Linked DNA regions of Mus musculus: all the other regions are linked to region 1. Evidence: chromatin contacts called from public HiChIP or PLAC-seq data. All regions are on one chromosome and are shown on one strand. The core of a region is the stretch at or near the end of the contact, and the rest is flanking DNA. Distances in the headings are between cores, read along the strand shown.

The links. HiChIP or PLAC-seq counts read pairs in DNA pulled down with a chosen protein or histone mark.
Region 2: a contact with region 1 is called in a FOXA1 HiChIP or PLAC-seq map of pancreatic cancer cells. The contact joins two enhancer-like sites. A contact is called at or near these places in 1 of 15 datasets of contacts at CTCF or cohesin (large pre-B cells), 1 of 115 datasets of contacts at active chromatin or transcription factors (pancreatic cancer cells) and 2 of 9 other capture datasets (adipose tissue and embryonic stem cells).
Region 3: a contact with region 1 is called in an H3K27ac HiChIP or PLAC-seq map of T-cell acute lymphoblastic leukemia, with 4 times the contacts expected there. The contact joins the promoter of Helz here to the enhancer-like site in region 1. A contact is called at or near these places in 2 of 39 promoter capture datasets (cranial neural crest and maxillary cranial neural crest), 12 of 115 datasets of contacts at active chromatin or transcription factors (T-cell acute lymphoblastic leukemia, embryonic basal ganglia, embryonic forebrain and 6 more) and 1 of 9 other capture datasets (embryonic stem cells).

The regions. Positions count from the first base shown.
Region 1 is chr11:107,990,652-107,994,958 of GRCm38.p6, forward strand. The region is part of intron 8 of Prkca (protein kinase C, alpha); the gene reads right to left. Among named protein-coding and RNA genes, the nearest start is that of Mir7223, 4.0 kb to the right of the region's middle. Within about 2 kb of position 2,045, at least 29 of the 459 cell types and tissues checked have an H3K27ac peak or open chromatin away from gene starts, as enhancers often do. A contact at or near this core is called in T-cell acute lymphoblastic leukemia and pancreatic cancer cells, where this site is marked.
Region 2 is chr11:108,281,705-108,285,411 of GRCm38.p6, forward strand. All of the region lies in intron 2 of Prkca (protein kinase C, alpha), which reads right to left. Among named protein-coding and RNA genes, the nearest start is that of Prkca, 60 kb to the right of the region's middle. Within about 2 kb of position 1,552, at least 51 of the 459 cell types and tissues checked have an H3K27ac peak or open chromatin away from gene starts, as enhancers often do. A contact at or near this core is called in pancreatic cancer cells, where this site is marked.
Region 3 is chr11:107,546,082-107,550,235 of GRCm38.p6, forward strand. Helz (helicase with zinc finger domain) reads left to right here and starts at 1,852. Exons shown (of 33, transcript NM_001368755.1): 1 at 1,852-1,900; 2 at 3,265-3,320. Gm39426 (a long non-coding RNA gene) reads right to left here and starts at 1,913. Exons shown (of 3, transcript XR_003949607.1): 1 at 1,840-1,913; 2 at 701-942; 3 at 1-586.

The DNA.
Region 1 (4,307 bases), core at 795-3,294:
TCTAAACAGCAGAGTTATTCCTTCTTGAAATAAAATACATTCATTTAAAACTTATGATGCATACATTTTTTTATAAAATAAAAATAATTAAGTGCCTATGATCGTATTGCCCATTGATGATCCCTGTGAACACCTTACAGATGTCTTGTGGCCCTGCATCTTCACACCTTATTAACACGTGGAGATTATGCTGTAACCTGTGCCTCCTGGCCATGCATTGGGCACTTCTCCCTCTCCTGCTGTGGGACACCTGGGTGTTCTCTCTGTTCAGTGTTTCTGTAGCAGGCAGGTGCATCGTTTTCAGTTTGAGTCTCTTCCTTGTTCCCAGATTCCCTAGTAGATGCAGAATCAAGTCAGGAGGTGTGGATGGGCACGGCTGGTGATGTGCATGGCCGACTGTGGATGTGCACGGCTGGTGATGCGCATGGCCGATTGTATGAGGACAGACGGGAAGATCATCGAAAGGAGGTGCAACTAAAGGGTCAGGACACCCTGATTCCAAAAGGCGTTGGCTTCTCTTAGGACATGTGTATATGTTGGTTGGGACATCTAGCAGCATTCTTTCCGATCTGGCTTTGAGACCATCTTCACTCAGGTGTGTCTACCTTTGATATTGGGAAATGATGTCATCATCTCAAAGTTCATCCTCTAGAGCCGCGGCTCTCAACCTGAGGGCCGAGAGTCCTTTGGGTGTCAAATGACCCTTTCACAGGGGTCGCATATCAGATATCCTGCATACTAGATTTACATTATGATTCATAACTGTAGCAAAATTAAAGTTATGAAATAGCAACAAAATAATTTTATGGTTTGGGTTCACCGCAATGTGAGGGACTGTATTAAAGGTCAAAGCATTAGGAAGGTTGAGAGCCACTGCTCTAGAGCCTTACAATTGGAATTAAAAATATTTACACACACACACACACACACACACACACACACACACACACACACATACAGGAACACGTCTTAATGTTTTAAGTAAGATGATGAGTTTGTGTTAGGTCACATTCACAGGTATTCTCAGTCATGCTTCCTTATGAGGCTTGTGGGCTCCATGTCTGACATACCAGAAGGAACAGTCTGGGAAGGTGACATGGCCTGAATGTTTATGCCCCAGATTCACATGTTGGAACCCTAACCCCTAACATGAAGGTGTGGGGAAGTCACAAGGCCTGCCTCCACCATCATAACTGGATCGGTGAGTGTCCTTGTGAAAGGGTCTTGTGCTTTCCAGTAGGCGAGGACTCAGGAGCAAGGGGCCATCTATGAACCAGATGCCAATCTGTCTGTGCCTTCACCCTGAAGCCTCTAGCCTCTAAGTCAGTGAGCAATGGATCACTGGAAGGCTTGTGGCTTGCGTGGTTTGGTTACAGCAGCCAGAGAAAAGTTTACCTGACAGAAAGCAAGCAGCTGCCCCTAGGGAAGGTCACCTCCTATGTCACCCATGTCCTTCTGCCTGCATGCTTTTCTTTGTTTACGCACACTGCAGCTACACTCTGGGACTAGGGGGTGGGGCTGGGTGACTGTTAACACCCGATGACTAAGAGTTTTCTTCCCAAGCCAGGAGTCACAAACAGATGACAGGAGTGTACTCTTCATGCTCCTCAGAACCACAGTCAGCCCCGCCAGCCCTGGAAGGGTCTCTGGGGAGTCTTCCTACCTATAGCAAAGACACCCGAGTGCGGATGGGGATGCGTGAACCTTGCAGATGCTCTCCAGAGCCATCTGCACCCTCCAGCCCCTCACAAGGTTGTGGTAGTGCTGTGGAGGAAGAGAAGGATGCTATTGTCCTCAGTGCAGGGCTCTGGATCCACTGGCTGCAGAAGCTGATCCCCCTGCACTGCAGGTGGCCCCAGGCTGGGTGTCCCCCAACCACAGGAGGATGACAGAGCAGTCTAACCTCTGAAAGAGTTTGGAGACAAGAGACACAAGGCTGTTCGCATTGCAGATGAGGAGTCGGGGTGACATGTCTAGGCTCCTCTCCTCCCTCGTTTCTGAAGCCCAGACTCTTATCTCTGCAGTGGCATACCACCCTGGGAGCAATAGCGAAGGTTCAGTAACTAGCTCTGGCGGTGCAGACAGAGTGCTCGGCTGCTTCAGCACGAGATCAGACAAGTGAGTGTGTGGCTGTGCGTCAGGATGACAGGCCGTGGCTGGGGTCCATTTCCGGGGTGCACGGATCCTCAAGTCATTCATTTCCAGCTGCACTGGACCTCTTACAGTTTCATAGGTTTTATTTTTCAGTGCTGGAGACTGAACCCAGGGCCTCCAAGCTTAGAAGCTAGCTAACACTCTACCAAGAGCTACACCCCCAGCCCTGCACTTGGACTTGATAGGATGCCTGTGTCCCTGGCTAACTTACCAGGACAGAGAAAATGGAAACTTCTCAACACACCTGAATTAAATTATCGTTCGGTCTCTTCTGTGACGTTTGATTCCCCAAGTGGCACAAGACAATAAGGCTGTGTTGCCAGACTAGGCGGCATTTAACTCAAGGATGCACAAGGACGGGGGATACACAGAAAGCCACTTCCTTAGTGAGAACTGTTTTTATGGTCGTAGCCAATGAGGTGGTTGCCCCTGTTAAAATGAAGCCAGGAAGCCACAGGAAGCTGATGGAACCCTATGCTATGGGAACCAGGTCACACCCCATGGGTGGGTAGGTGGGGGAATGTGGCCCCAGGGGTCGATTTAGAGCTTTCCCTGGTGGTTTTTTTTTTTCCTACCAAGCCTGGTTTGTTTCTAGTAGACATTGCTATTCTCTTTATGGCCATCTGTTCTTCCTTCGTGTTCTTTGGCTCATCCAGTGATGGATGGCATGCCTATCGAGCCTGCTTCATCTCTTCCTCACACATGTATGCAGAGTATGTTGATCCCACCCCCCGCCCCCCCAAAACACACACCTTATCATCTCCTGTTTTCCTCCTGTCCCCTGGATTCCTGTTTCTCCCTCACTAATTTCCACTCCACTTTCAAGTCTCCCCCCACCCCCTTTGCTTCTTCCTTCCTTCGTTTTCTGGCGAACGAACTGAGTTTTGTTAGCGTTAACAGGAGCACAGGCACCTTAAGAGTAACTGCTGCCGGGCGGTGGTGGCGCACGCCTTTAATCCCAGCACTCGGGAGGCAGAGGCAGGTGGATTTCTGAGTTCGAGGGCAGCCTGGTCTACAGAGTGAGTTCCAGGACAGCCAGGGCTATACAGAGAAACCCTGTCTTAAAAAAAAAAAAAAAAAAAAAAAAAAAAAAAAAACTGCCCCTCGTCCCCAGCCCCAGTTACCACTAACTGCCAATAGCTCTTCAGGGAGGGTGTGCCCCTCCCCCCACCAGCAACAGTTAACTGCCTCCAAGTCCTCTGGGGTAGACCTGGCCATTCCTAGAAGCAGCTTAGCCTGCCTCACCTGGTAAGTGCTCCCTAGAAAGCTGTTTGCCTTTAGTCCTTCCCAGCTGCTATGGGAGGATCCTGGGATTCCCCAAAGGATCCTGTTTTGACGAACATCCCATTGTTACCTTTTCTAGGTGTTTCCACCCATGAAAATGTAGTCTGCCTCCCCCCCCCCCCAATCCCCTCACCTCCCAGGGCTGACAGCCAATTCATGCAATGTCCACCTTAGGGAATGGCTGTGGCATATTATGTTTAGACTCTTTTCACACTAACACATTGCTTTTCCTGCCAGGAGCACCTGGATCACCACCACACAGGCTTTGTGGGATCGGAGTCCCTTGAATTCACACATGCTGTCCCAGTATTGGTTTTCCAGACTGTCAGCAATGCTTCTTAAAGGCAGGGGATTCTCTGTTCCTGAGAAAACAGTTCCTGGGCAAGCAAGGGCAGATAGAAAGCAGCAACAAGACCTGTGTCGACGGCCCTTGACCGCCTCTGTTTTAGGACGGAGGTTGTTGCCTAAAATTGGGAGCAACTGGGAGCGTGAAGTGATCATTTCATTGCCATTCCTGTTCATGAACAAGTAGAGGCCCAGGCAAGTTTCTGCTTCTGTTGTGGCTTGTGTTCGTCAAGGTGCAGGGAGTCTTTCTTTTACCAGTCTCTACTGCCCTCTTGTGGTCTTCAGCTCCTGGAGTGATTGCACCCTGATGAAGATCTTTGCCTGGAGATTTGCCCAAGGTTCAAGCAGAGTCCAGATAAATAATGCAAAGTGGTGTGAATGAAGTGGTCCATCTTCCCAGACAGACCTTTACAGAGATGACAGGAACCACAGACATGAGAGAGCCAAGTGTCTGCCGGTGTCAGTGGGAGTTTTGAAATGGCCAGATGCTTATAGGAAACTGCAAAGCTCAAATGATAATAGAG
Region 2 (3,707 bases), core at 302-2,801, 290 kb after region 1:
CTACCTCCACCCTGAGTCCCCAACACCTCCCCTCTTTCCCAGATCTACCCCTACACCCAGAGAAGAGCAGACATCCCAGGAACATCAACCAATACAGCATAACAAGCTACAATAAGACCAGACACATACCATCACATCAAAGCTGGACAAGTCAACCTAACAGGAAGAAAAAAGGGTCACACAAGTAGGCAAAATAGTCAAGGGCAGCCCCCTAACCCACACACACACACACACACACACACACACACACACACACATACACACTATTAAGATTTCCATGAGAACACCATGCTAGTCAACCAAAACATATACACAGAGGACCTAGGTCAGATGCCTACAGGTTCCCTGATCTCTGCAAGTCCCCATGAAGCCTGGTCAGCTTTTTTAAAGAATCACTTTTATTATAAAATTTTAAATTCGTTTATATAATATTAGGTTTCATTGTGGGGTTTTCAAATAAAATTTTATTTTAGAAAAAAAAATATTTTTAGTGATTGTCCTGTCTTCCCCTTGTCTTCCTGCCCTCCCCATTAAACCATTCTCCTGCCCATACTGCCTTTTCTCCTTGCGTGTTATATTATATGTGCCCTTTGGTAACACACACAAGTACACATACACACATACCCCCCACACACACCTCTCAACACCTTTTGTCTTTCTCCTTTCTAGTTCTGTAGCCTACACATCAGTTGCCACACCTTTTCCACTTTTAGAGTGAAAGGTCTAGCATCTTGTTCTTTATTATTAACCATTACCAGGAGTTGTCCATTAGTCTGTGTGCTTGCTCTAATAGATCACTGTCTTAGTCAGGGTTTCTATTCCTGCACAAACATCATGACCAAGAAGCAAGCTGGGGAGGAAAGGGTTTATTCAGCTTACAACTCCATACTGCTGTTTATCACCAAGGAAGTCAGGACTGGAACTCAAACAGGTCAGGAAGCAGGAGCTGATGCAGAGGCCATGGAGGGATATTCTTTATTGGCTTGCTTCCCCTGGCTTGCTCAGCCTGCTCTCTTATAGAACCAAGACTACCAGCCCAGAGATGGTCCCACCCACAAGGGGCCTTTCCCCCTTGATCACTAATTGAGAAAATGCCTTACAGCTGGATCTCATAGAGGCATTTCCTCAACTGAAGCTCCTTTCTCTGTGATAACTCCAGCTGTGTCAAGTTGACACAAACCTAGCCAGTACAATCACCTAGTGGCCTTCAAAGGGCAGTGAGCATGAAGCAGGTAAGACAGCTCTAGGGCTGTTCCAGGCAGGACCTATTCTAGGGACTTTGCACACAGTGCTCAGTTTCATTCCTGGGATGACCAGTCATCACATAGCTGGGGCAATTAACACCCATGTCTTTGCAGATAGAAACTGAAACAGACAGGGGGTGAATGACATGGTCACAAGTTAAGAGTGGCAGAGCTGTTCCAGGCCAGTCTGAGATTGCAGATTAAGACCCTGTCTCAAAACAAAACACTGCAAAATATCTTTGCTGATCTGAACTTCAGGCTAGCCTGTGCAAAAGTCTTTCTGAAGCTGACAGGACCTTCTGAGAGACTAAGGGGTGAGTCAGACAGATGAAGGGAGGGAGGCCTCTGGTTCTCTGCCGATGCTAACCTGAACTTTTCCTGGGTGTGAAAATGTAATCTTTCTAACAATGATAAGCAAGCCTTCAAAGAATAACTACACAAATGTGTGAGTCTATCACACACACATACACAGACACACTTGTGTGTATGCACATGCAGACACATAACACACATGCACAGGGCACACACAAACACACACATACCCACATACATACACACATACAAACACACATACACATACACACACCCACCCACATACATACACACACCTACACATGCACACACATGCAGACACATAACACACATACCCTGAAACTCTTTTGCTTTACATTATGTCATCAGATATAGTCACATGTTTGATAGTCTAGTTGGAAATCAACAGGAAGTAATTCCCTCCTGAGGCTCACTGGAAAATAAAAATGTATTTGGGGCTGCATGCAAGTAGACCATCTTACATACAATTAGCCACTCAATCCCAGCCCAGTCTCCCAGTACTGCTGCTCATAAAGTCAGAGCCCATCAGGCTGGGCTTGTGCTTGCAGCTCAGAGACTTTGCATCTGCCCTCAGGCAAATCTCTTAAATCTCGGGGTCCAGCATCTTCATTGAAAAGACAGGAAAACAGCACAGCTGAAGCTAAGTCATCAGAGTGTTTACCACACAAGCACAGCAACTTGAGGGTTATTCCCAGCACCCACATAACAAATAAGTGTGATGGCACACGCATGTAACCCCAGCATGGAGGAGGCAGAGACAGGAGGGTTCATGGAGCTGGCTAGTTAGTCTAGCCTAATCAATGAGCTATACGTTCAGGGAGAGAGCCTACCTAAGGTGGAAATGATTGCAAAAGACAGACAACATTGACCTCTGTACCTCTAGTCCCCATGTTTACACACACACACACACACACACACACACGTACACACACACACACGCACACATGCACACAATAATTTTTTAAAAACAGAGAAGCTAACTATGATGGTACATATCTGTAATTCTGCCATCCTGAAGCCTAAGGTGGAAGGATTGGGGTTCTAGGCCAATTGGGGGTAATGTTGAAAATAATGGCACATTGTCGAACTCCTGCAAGGGCCACAGAATCACTGAAGTGCCAAATTCGGTAGCTTGGAACTGCTAATCTCTCCAATTATTTACCAGCATGGTCCCTCCGGAAGGCCTAGCCAACTAATTGTTTTCTCTATCGCTTTACCCAGTGAACTAGTTAGTGAACTAGTTATGTCTGTATCATCACAGAGGCGAAAGAGTTATACCAGGGCCATCCTTACCATCAGAAAGGCTGTGATCAAGGACAGGTGACAAGTCTGTGCCTGTTGTCCAGCCTTAATCACTAATGTTCTTCGCTGCTTCACTTGCAAAAGTGTCCTGGTTTACATTATAAACTGCATGTCCTCTAGCTATGATACCTGAGAAGACAACTGTGGTCTCTGATAGGATCTAACTGGTCCCTCCATAGTGATGCCTACAGGCTGAGGGAGTCCTGGTGGGGGTGGGGGTGCCCTTCAGTATGGGAGAGCCGGAGAGCATTGGCAAGAGGCTGACTGGAAGCCTGACTGGTACAGTGGAAGGTGTTCAGAGAAGGGACAGAGAAGCCACACGCGAAGGGGTAGTGGCTGTCACTCCACTCGGCCCCCTACTCTCCTGGAAAATAATAGAGAGAAGACAATTTTATAAAGCTGATAGATTGTTTATGGCTAAAAGATTTCATAAATGAGCCCAAGGATATTATGGAGTAGCCGGGTCAATGTTTATAGATTAAATGAGGACCTCAAGGCTCCACGTTAAAATGTTTCTAGCTTATTAATCCTTTCTCGCAGCATCCATTTCCTTAATCTGATCAGCATCCAGCTGGAGTCGGTTCCAGGGAGTTAATTTAAATAATAAGAGGAGGGGAAGAGAAGGAAGCACCTGCAGGGCTGTGGGCTCTGCTCAGATCTCTTGCTCACATCGCATCTCTCTTGCTGCTTTGTGATCAATCTGCAGATGTCTGATCCTTCTATAGAAACACTATGGAATCTTGCTCCCTGCTGCCTTTAGGTGGAGGTAATCACTGCAGCTCACTGAGGAGAAGTCGAACCTTAGAGCTTTGCAGCTGCATCAGACTG
Region 3 (4,154 bases), core at 602-3,101, 440 kb before region 1:
AGGGACAGGTAGTGGACACCCTGACCACCCTAGAGGTGCCCAGAGCTCTTGTCTCCAACTCAACTGAAGCTTCTCAGAAGCTCTGAAAAGCGGTGACTCAGGGGAGGTTCCTCCCTGGAAAACCTCTTCCTAGTCCGTTGGAATGACTCACCTGCTCCCTCCCTCAAGAGTGACCCCGGGGCCAATCCCTTAATGAGTCCGCACCTCACCCTTCTCTTCAGGCTGAGACAATAGAATGGTGGAGCTTTTGGCTCCCTGCGGGCAGAGGTTGTCAGCAATCACCCAGGTAGCTAAAGACTGCTCTGGTGGGATCCAGAGGTGACTAAAAAAGGTAGATCTAAGACCCTTTGCACCGAAAAGAGTGTGTTTGCGCGATAGTGCCTGTTGCCTCAGGATCTTTGAATTTACAGAACCATTTAACAGCAAGCTTTGGTATATTGGAGATTTATTTATTACTGGGGATTAAACCCTCGCTAAAGCTAAACAACAGGATCTACCCGGAAGTCTCGGAGCATTTTCTTTTGGACACAAATCTTGCTCCGGGGAGGCGAGCATCTAGAGGTCCTCAAACTCAGCAGTGCTGACACTGGAGGAAGAGAATGTATAGGGTGGGGGTGGGGAGTTAATGAACAGACCTACATTTCTGGCAGGACTAGGGCTGCAAGGAGCTGGTACTTCATGGAGCAAAAGGGGTGGTCACCTGAGCTAGGTGTTGCTCGCCTGAAGCAACGCGGGAGGGGCGGGGAAAGCGCTGGGCTTGTCTTGCAACCAGAAAGCAGATGCCCGCGGGATGCTCGCAAAGGTCTGTTGCCGGCGCACGGTCGCCTCCTACTTCCTGCGTCCTGGTCGCCTCCAAGCCACTCTGGACATCCCCCTCCTCTCTCTGCCCAGAGCCAGCGTGGCGCCCGCCCTCTACCTTGTCCCGCCGCCTGGGGTCGCCGCCTTGTGGGAACAGGACAGTTGAAACGCGGTAGGCACTACCCCCCAACCCACCCGGGGGACCCCCTCCCGGCCCAGGCGCGCATCCACGCCCCACCCGGACTCTGCAGCCGGGTTCTCTTGAGTTACCTGCATGGGGAAGTCACAGTCCACAATTTGGACTCTAACCCGGCTGAATTCTAAAGCCACATTCCTAGGGGAGGGGGTCCTCCGACCTAGAGGGTCGCAGATCACATTACCGGCCAAGAGGAGGGGACCGCGCGAGTAAACTGGGGTAAAAGTTGCATTTAGCTTAACCTTCCCAGATCCCAATTGCAGCTTTGCGGGCGGATTGACTCGGCGTTTCACCGAGTTCCTGGGATCCTAGGGCCCCAGAGTGGCTTCTTAGGATACCGACACTGTCCCCGCGCGCGAGTGCGACATGCCTGGCGGATGCCCCGGGGCGGGAAGCGCGAGCGGTAGCAAGGACCTGGAGCTGGGGGAACCGCTCGCAGGCGTGCGCATTCATGCGCTCATGCATCCCTGCATACATCTATGCATCCGCTAGCCGGCTCACACACCACCCGCGTCCGGGACACGCCGTGTTGATTGAATGCAGGAGTAGGGTATCTGGCTACTAGGGCAGGATCGCGGCGGGGCAGACAGCAGCTCGCGTAAGGAATGGGGGAGATAGGGACGGGGGTGGGGGGAAGAGAGAGCACCCCAAAGGCACAGTTGGAAAACTGGGTGTGTGAGTAGGGGTGTTCCTTGAGAAGTCTCGCAGGCGCTGAAGGGGGCCGGGCGGGCCTCTGGGGCCAACTTTCCGGAGGGAGGTGCAGCCGGAGGGGGCGGCGCCGGCGGCGGGAGGCGGGAGTCGGGGGCCGAGGGGGGGGGGGAGTCACTTTAAAGGCTCTTTCTTACCCATAATGCTTTGTGGGGACGTTGACAAGTGGATCCAAGATGGCGTAGAAAGTAATGACAGGTAAGTCCTGACTTCCCCGTTCTCCGCTGCCCGGGTCGCTTCAGGAGCCTCCAGAGCCATCCGGGGAGAGGCCCGGACTCTCCTCGGGTGCTCCGGGTCCGGGACAGCGCGGCCCCGGGGACAGCGGGGGATCCCGCCGGCCGCCGGCAGGGCCTGGGGAGCGGGGCTCTCTCAGAGGCGAGGCCCGGACGCTGGAGCTGTTTACTGTTTCTTCCCCTCCTCAATCTCCTTTTCCCTCCGCTGGGGGGCTGAGGTGCCAGGGACCCAGGCGGTGGCCCGAGGGTCCTTGCACACGCCCGAGGTTCGGGGGGACCCGGGAGCCCGCGCGAGGCTGCTCCGGCACGGGCCGACCCTGGGGTCCCCGCACGCCCCGCGCCCCAGGGTCGCGGCTTAGGGTGGGGAGCGGGCGGCCTCCCACGCCGCGCGCGGTGCAGCCCTCCGGGTTAGCATTTCCACCCAGGGTGGGGCGGCGACCCCAGGGCAGGGGACAGCACGAAAGTGGGTCAGGGGGCGCCCCTCCCCAGCAGAGGGCTCTGCTCAAGATTCACTGTGGTCCCCCTCTCCCCGCCCCCCTCCTGGGACATGCGTGGCCCGTGAGCACATCTACAAAAACAAATGCACAGTCTCTTCCTGGAGGTGTCTCCAAAGGCCCCTTTCTTTCCTTCTCTCTCTTTACCCTCAAGGGCTCGGACACATAGTCCTAAGTAGGAACTGTGATTTCTCTCCCCAAAATGAGTTGAGTCTTCTGCCCCCTGGCCTTTGCTGAGGGTCCTCACAGACAGGGCTGGAAGCCAGAGCCTTCAGATTCCTTTTGGGTTGGGAACCTTGTTTTTTTTTTTTTTTTTTTTTTTTTTTGTTGAGCTCCGAAATTGGCATCCTTTCTCCCTTGCAAAGTTACACTTTTTAGACAAGCCATTAGGATAATCAGAAGTGTAACTTCAGAGATAGTGGATGCCGGGAGCAGCCGGGGGAAGAGGGAGACGTTATCTGGCCTAGTTTGTTCTTGATTTTGCTCTCTTCACTCATATGAATAGCTTTTTTCCCCCCCTCCTTGATTTTTTTCTCCCTTCTTTTATTTTTGAAAGTAAGACTAATCAGTGTAGAATAGATGAGTTTATTATGTTTAAGGTTGAAGACTATTTTCTAATCTGTTGCTGAAAGAAAATATTTTCAATTTTAGGTAAAAGAAGCAAATTTTTTTCCCCTCCAAAGCTTCATCCTGTATCTTTTTTTTTTTTTTTTTTAAATAACTTTTTCCACTTGAAGTGTATCCATATTCTTTTACTAAAGGACTATAAAATGCTTGTAACTGGTAACAGCTCCAACTGGTGTTGCATACCATCTTCTTTTTCTGTTTGCTCCAGGAACTGGATGAAGTAATTGATCACTAATGAACTACAGAGCCGGTGAGATGTGCAAGGTGAGACTGAAGTTCAAAAACTACACCCTGTTTCCCCTCTTTCTTGTATCCAACTCAAGGGTCAGGGAAAGCTACTTTCCAAATAGATCAGTCAGCCGACTGGGATACAGGCAAGGCGAGATTTAGGAAAGACATACCATCCTTTTTAGTGGCTCCCACTTATTCATACGTACTGAAGCTTTTCTAGAGCTAAATGTTAGCTGTGGCTATATACTTGATCAATGTCTTTTCCAGGAGTAATTATAGTTTGCCTCTTCTCATTTCCTTGGCTAACTTTAATGGGATGGTCTGGATTTAATCTGTTTTCACGTCCATTGCTTGCCCTACACTGAGTATAAGAAATTGGCTAGATGAAGTCTGCACACCCACACTTTCTGGGATGTTTATGAAGTATATCCTTTTCCATCATGAATAATATTTTTCAGCAAGCAATCGCTTCTATTTTTATTTTTCTTAGTTTTTGGTTTTGTGGTGCTGGTATGTTTAAGACCTAATGGCCTCACACATCCTAGGAAAAGTGCAGAACCATTGAGCCATATCCTTAGTCCCTTCTATTTTTCCAAAGCCGAATAGTAAATGCCTGATAGTACTTTAGAACAAAAATGATAGTGTTAAGTTCTGTGTTGCTCAGGGGGTTTGACGACTCAGTCATCACTTCTGATCATATATGGTGTGTAAATTTATTGTTTTATTTATCCCATGTAATACGTTGGATCTGTGTGTGTGCCTGAGAGAGATAGAGTGGGGGGCGCAGGAAGGGAATCACTATAGTTTCTTTGGCTGGCTAAGTAGGCAAGGCTGACCTTGAACTCCTGATTGCTGTGATTAAAGTTA